Linked DNA regions of Zea mays: region 1 is linked to region 2. Evidence: chromatin contacts called from public Hi-C data. All regions are on one chromosome and are shown on one strand. Each heading gives the region's core, a stretch centred on a gene start, on an enhancer-like site or on the middle of the called end of the contact. The rest is flanking DNA. Distances are from core to core; before and after follow the strand shown. Region 1 holds the start of LOC103626187. Region 2 holds the start of LOC100192842 (Protein NRT1/ PTR FAMILY 5.2).

Region 1 (2,979 bases), core at 311-2,810, 490 kb before region 2:
GGCTGAACGAAAGGCGCATGCAACTAGAAGCTTCGCCTCATCTAGAGATTAGCTTTTGCTTTAACATAACAGTAGTGTGGCGTACCCTTTCTCTTTCTTTATGATGTAGAAATTCGTTGTAGTGACACATTCTAATATATCCGCTCCCACATGTGCATATAATACGGATGACTCAGCTCGATGGTATCTTTTTTCTTTTCTTTTCTGAAAGATATCAAAAGACAGTGCATGTTCTAAGCTTTAGTCATCCTCCATACGAGGATATATACAATCATCCAAAAAGAACCTGCAGAAGTCAGCTATTATCCATGGTGAGTGGCTTGGATTGCTCATCCATCGTCAACACTGAATCCACAGCCGATCTTCCGAAGTCCCACTGGCATCAGATCAGAGTCATCAGACACATTGTTTCACGTGTCAGTATTCTACTCGCGTGTGTGCAATTGACCGTGCATCAAATAACGACCAGTACAATGAGTGCCTTGAGACGACACGTAATTCAATAAAATATTAGCATATAACGATTTCATGAAAATAAGCAATATATATATTATCATCGACCTTAACATCTCGATTTTTTTTGCCAAGAACCAAAACTAAACTCGAGTTCCGGAGCGTCTCCTTGTCCGCCTACCCAGCCCCGCTTCGCTGACAGCGACGTCTCCTCCTCTACCTCGCCTCTTCTTGCCCCGCTGGTCAGCGGAGAGTCACGATAGCGGTTTGAGGCGCTTGCCGACGGAGGAATGTCGATGCCCTCTATGGTGGTGCGAAAGAATCTAGGCGAAGAAGATGGAGACGAGAAAAGAGATGAAAAGTTAGAAGTTAATATAAAACAACAATAGCGAGGACGAAGAAAGCGCTCATGGTGGTTGTATAGTTGATGACACATATTCTAATTCGTTGTAGTCTGTAGATGACACATATTCTAATCCGCCCTCATGCATATATATTGTATTGATCCTGTGCAACGGCAGCTTGATGTCATATCTCTTCTTTTTTGAAGATTTCATAAGAGACCATATATATTGTTGGCCACTTCTTTGAAAGTCTGAACCTTCGTTCTTAAGTTATCACTTCTTTGAAGTGATGGTTTGAAGACGAAGGTCTTTAGAAAGAGATGCGAACAAAACCATAATGAATGATATGACAATGAACAATAAAGTGTGAAACTCATATCTTGTGCCTTAGCAATATTTATTCCATCTTCCTTTGTAATGTATATGTTTACAAACATACATTCGGCTTCTTTGCACAAGATAACTCAAAGGTGCTTCGAAGGCTACGCGCAAGTAGCTAGCTCCAAGCTTCCCTTTCTTAAAAAAAACCTAGAAGCTCTGCCTTTTCTCGAGATTTTTGCTTTAGCATAACATTAATGCGTTCCCTTTCCATTTCTCTCTAGGACGCAGAGATCCGTTGTAGTCTGTAGATGACACATTCTAATCCGCCGCTGTCCCACATTGATCCTGTGCAACGATGACTCAGCTCGATGTCATCTTTTCTCTTTTTCTTATGGAGATTTAATTTCAAAAAGACCATATATACACATGCATGTTCCAGCTGTAAATTAAAAGAAAATGCCCACGTCGTCCTAAGCTTTAGTCATGTTCGATCAGTACAAGGATAAGATCATCCAAAAACAAACAGTAATAACCAGTTATTATTATCCAAAAATACCATACTAGGAGTGCTAGCTCTAGCACGCATCTATCCATCGTCACTGAAGAGTGAACCCACCACCGATCTTCGATGAAATCGTCTAGCTCCCTCCGCACATGCGTTCATGCATTGAACAGGCCACGTACGTATCAACCGCTGACCGACCGGCATCTCTACAGCAAATAAACTAACAGATGACCACTCCGACATGCATGCATGACCCAGCGGCACAGGAAGGCGCCGACCTTATCGATCGGGAGGACAGGCAGGAACGGAAGCAGCGCAGGTGAGCAGGCGCCGGCGCCGCCGTGGCCACAGTTGCCGCCATGGCCAACCTCTCATCCTCTAGCAAATAATCGAGGTCCGATTTTCATTTCGTCACTAAAGCAAATGCACATGCTCTTCCGTTCTTGATGGTAGACGGCTGTGTCTTTCTTCCGACTGCACGACGGCGACTTACAAAAAAAACATGCATGCATGAAGTTGCATAGACCCTTTCGCACGATCGCCGTAGTGGATGCCTCGTCACCATGTACACGTACGACGTGAGTGCGCGCTGCTGGGTCCGGGCGGCGGCTTCGATCGACGCGTGTCGGAACGCTCCCAGCATCCGAGCTTATAAATCTGCGGCATGCGAGGTTTCGTTTTGCACAACATCTTCAGAAGCTACAGCTGCAGCACACAAATACGTATTATTCCGCTCGGAGCAGATAGAGCACACAGCTAGTTAGTTAGTGGCAAGAGCGTCAGTGACCTGTGAGAACCCAACCGACGGAGTGAACGATCATGGCGGCGTCTCTGCTAGGCCCGTACACCGGAGGCAGCGGCTTGGGCGGTAGGGTCCACGCCAGGAGCGGCGGCCACCGCCGTTCAGCTGCGGCGGTGAAGCGGCTGCTGTTGAGGCTGAGGCGCTCTTGGAGAAGACGCGCGGCGCGGCCGAGGCGAACCGCGGTGAGGTTCGGGTACGACCCGCATAGCTACTCCCAGAACTTCGACGACGGCACTGCTTCCTACGACCACCACTGCTTGTAGTTGTAGTTGTAGCTGTGCTTATGTTTGCTTATGATATGCCGGTGACTATTATGTACAGGATGGCTTAGGTCTTGTTTGAGACTAAGAGTAATTGAGAGGATCAAAATCACTTGCTATTCAAAATTGAATAGTAATAAATTTTGGCAACTCAATCCCTTTCATTACACTTACTTCCAAACCAACCCACCAACCCTTAGCGTCTTCTGAGTAGTCAGGATTCACCAGTAGCATATATGTAATACAAATCTGTCATCGATCAGCAGAATCGTGCTTTGTTGTGGAGCTATTTGA
Region 2 (3,187 bases), core at 209-2,708:
CCGACAGGTGGGATCGAAGCCGTGTATAAATTACGCCCAACAAGCCGCCGCCCGCCCGTTCCAGTTGGGTGGTGGGTGGGTCGGATTCTTCGTCTGCATCTCAATCAGCCAATCTAGCTCGTGCGCTGAGAAGTCTTCATTCATCTCAAGCCAATCCGGACTAGGCCAGGATGTCTGGGCAAGTGAGCCTACTGCATGGGGCATGGCTACTTGTCTTGTTGACTCGTCCGATCGATGGATACCCCGCCCCCAGCTACTGGAGCTGGTTTTTCTGCTTGCCGCCGGATCCTGGCGAGGCGACGACGTAGTACTACTCATCTTTGTCCGTTGCGCGTGGACACACTCGATCGGGGGCTAGCCTACTACTAGCCTAGGGCCGCAGCAATCGACACACGAGATACCTACGCCGCTACGCGTGCCTGCTCGCGACCGGTGATATGCCCTGCGCTCGCCGCCACACATGCCATCTGGGAGCTGGTCGGCCGGAGAGGCCCGGAGTTGAACCCAGGGGCCTTGTTTGAAACGGACGTACTAATACTAGACTAGCACAGTTTCCGTTGCATTAATTGATGCATTATTGAATCAATCTTTCAACTTCTAAGTTACTATCCTTTAGGGCATGTACAGTGGTGTTTAATGTGGGGGCTCTTAAGGTGTTTTAGGGGGTTATTTGCAAAAAAATCTTAGAGCCGTCTCTCCGTGAAGAGACGCATCTGGCTCGTAAACCAAGTAACAACAGACGCCTCACTTCCCACTGTACGAATTTGTCGTCTGTTCTATCGATCTGATGCTATACAAATACATTTAATTCTGTATTTATTAACAGACTACGTTTAGAGACACTCCATTGTACAATAGAGTCTCTTAGTTCTCTCCTGTGCTTGGAGAACCGTTTTGGTGTCTCTCCACTGTACATGCCCTTATATCCTTAGAGTAAGTTTAATAATAGAGCTTGTTGTTGGCTCTAACTTTTTTACCATGTCATTTATTGTCAATAATAATCACACTCATATAATAAAATTGATTCTAAGCTTGGCTCTTAGATGAATCCCTTGTCACTTTCTTTTTCATCCTTTTATCTTAAAGCTCATGTATCACCTAGCTCTTACATTAGAGCCAACTCCCTCTACCTTTTGATGTCTCTCTTCCACGTAAGAAAAAGAAAAAAATGTCATGTAAGTAGGTTTAGAGCTCATTATTGTACTTGCTCTTAGAACAGAGGAACTAATTAATAAGCTTTGTTAACCCATGCATGAATGAATGAATGAATGGTCGATGGAGTGTAGCTTATCCGAAGTGAAGAGTTCCAAACCTGAATGGAAACTGAAAAGCAGCTCTCCTAGTCCTACACACAGTTTCAGTCCCACGTTGACCCGGCCCGTGGAGGACCGGGGCTTATATAAAGCGCGCCCACCAGCTGCTAGAGCTGGCACACGAGCTAGATCAGCGGCCTGGAGCTGCTGGAGAGAGAGAGAGAGAGAGAGAGAGAGAGAGAGAGAGAGGTCAGGTCACCCCATGGCGGAGAGGCTGGAGGCGGGCGCTGGCGACGACGATGAGTACACGCAGGACGGCACGGTGGACCTCCACGGGAACCCGGTGCTCCGGTCCAAGCGGGGAGGGTGGAAAGCATGCGGCTTCGTTGTAGGTACGTACGTACGTACGTACGGGAAATCATACTACCGGCCGGATTATCGGCTTCGTCGTTGTAGTTGTAGGCAGCAGACTCTGTTTTATTTTCCACTAATCAAACCGGCCGGGCTGGGTGTCTGGGGTACGTAAACACGCACTAGACAGGCTAACATGATGCCGTAGATAGATAGCAGTAGCACAAGCTGCTAGCTTGCAGATTAATTAGTAGCTCTGGAGGCCCCAGACGGGTTTGTACTTTGTAGGAACAGGATCCATGGCGGTAGGCAGGCAGTCAGGCTGAAGCCTGCCAATCACAGTCAGCCATGTGGTTGGCTTTGGATCCAGAGCGCTAGCTGCTGTGCTGCCCATCGGACCGTCACCCCGGCCGCATTCTCTGCGGTAGTACCAGTCGACCTCCGTCGAGCGGCCGCGCCCAAGCGCGAGACACGCCATGTACGTGAGCATGAGAGCTGTTTCTCCATGGATGATGGACGGAGGATGCTGAGCCAGAGTAGCATCACAGAAGGCCTATGCGCGCTGGGACACTGGGAGTGTCTGTCTGTCTGTCTGTCTCCGTGCAAGCTGAGCTGAGGCAATGCGTACTACTAGTGCTACTATAGTACTAATAGTATAGCATTCTTTTTGGGGACGCTAGATGCATCTTGAGCGAAATATATCTTTAATATAAATATTTATGTATAAAGAAATGAGATATAGAGTACGCCCCAAAGAGGTAAATAACAAATACAGGAGATAATATTTTTTTAGTGGGGACAATGAAAAAGGGATATATAAAGAAAAGCTGCTGAAGATAGTGAGAACCAAGGGATTCTCAAAGTACGCTTGCTAGCAGCTTGCCCCCCACAAAGCTATCTTCAGCAGGCCGTGTAAATGGATGTACAAAGTAATGTCTTTCATTATAAACTGTAATGTTTGTAGAGTAAAGTTTGAAATAAAAAGTAAGATTGAGAATGGGATGAGAAGTCTGTTAGAGATAGTCTAAAAGTTGTGTCCACGCACGAGGAAAGAAAAAAGAAAACGACGCCCTTGTTTTTGGAACTGGGGAAGCAAACAAACACCAGTAAACTCCCACCCTCCCACCTAAGGCCAGGCTGGTTCTTAACCATGCTGTTGCTGACGAAAAGCACAGGTAACTGCTAGTGCTGGGGAAGAAATTTGGGGGATGCTTGCCCCTGCCACCAAGCGTTTGGAACTATTAGACTTGTACCGATCGAGGCTTTCGCACGCTAGCTTCCACCCAGATTTCGGCTCGGTGTTGTGCTCCCTCGTGACAACGAAGGGCACGCGCCGTGTTCTGTTTGTCCGTTTCAGATTATCTCAGACGTACGTATGGATCATGGATGTCGCGTGTGCCTCTGTCATAGGGTAGCTTGCCATTTACATACATACATGCAGATGCAGTTTATCTTTTAACAATTGTAAGGCTGGGCCACACACGGCCAACTTGTTCAGAGATTTCGGCCAACTTGTTCAGAGATTTTGTCGTCGGATTTAGAGAGTAGTATGCAGTCTCTTTTGCTTTGGCATGCCGTCCCTT

What was found. Hi-C and Micro-C count contacts between places; a contact is called where the count stands out from the background.
Region 1: a Hi-C map of bundle sheath shows a contact between it and region 2, with 2.3 times the contacts expected there. The contact joins the promoter of LOC103626187 here to the promoter of LOC100192842 in region 2. A contact is called at or near these places in 2 of 25 Hi-C or Micro-C datasets (bundle sheath and ear).

The regions. Positions count from the first base shown.
Region 1 is chr5:31,906,163-31,909,141 of Zm-B73-REFERENCE-NAM-5.0, reverse strand. LOC103626187 reads left to right here and starts at 1,560. Exons shown (of 1, transcript XM_008646579.4): 1 at 1,560-2,852. The coding sequence starts at 2,443. The coding sequence ends at 2,688.
Region 2 is chr5:31,420,741-31,423,927 of Zm-B73-REFERENCE-NAM-5.0, reverse strand. LOC100192842 (Protein NRT1/ PTR FAMILY 5.2) reads left to right here and starts at 1,458. Exons shown (of 3, transcript NM_001138032.1): 1 at 1,458-1,645. The coding sequence starts at 1,516.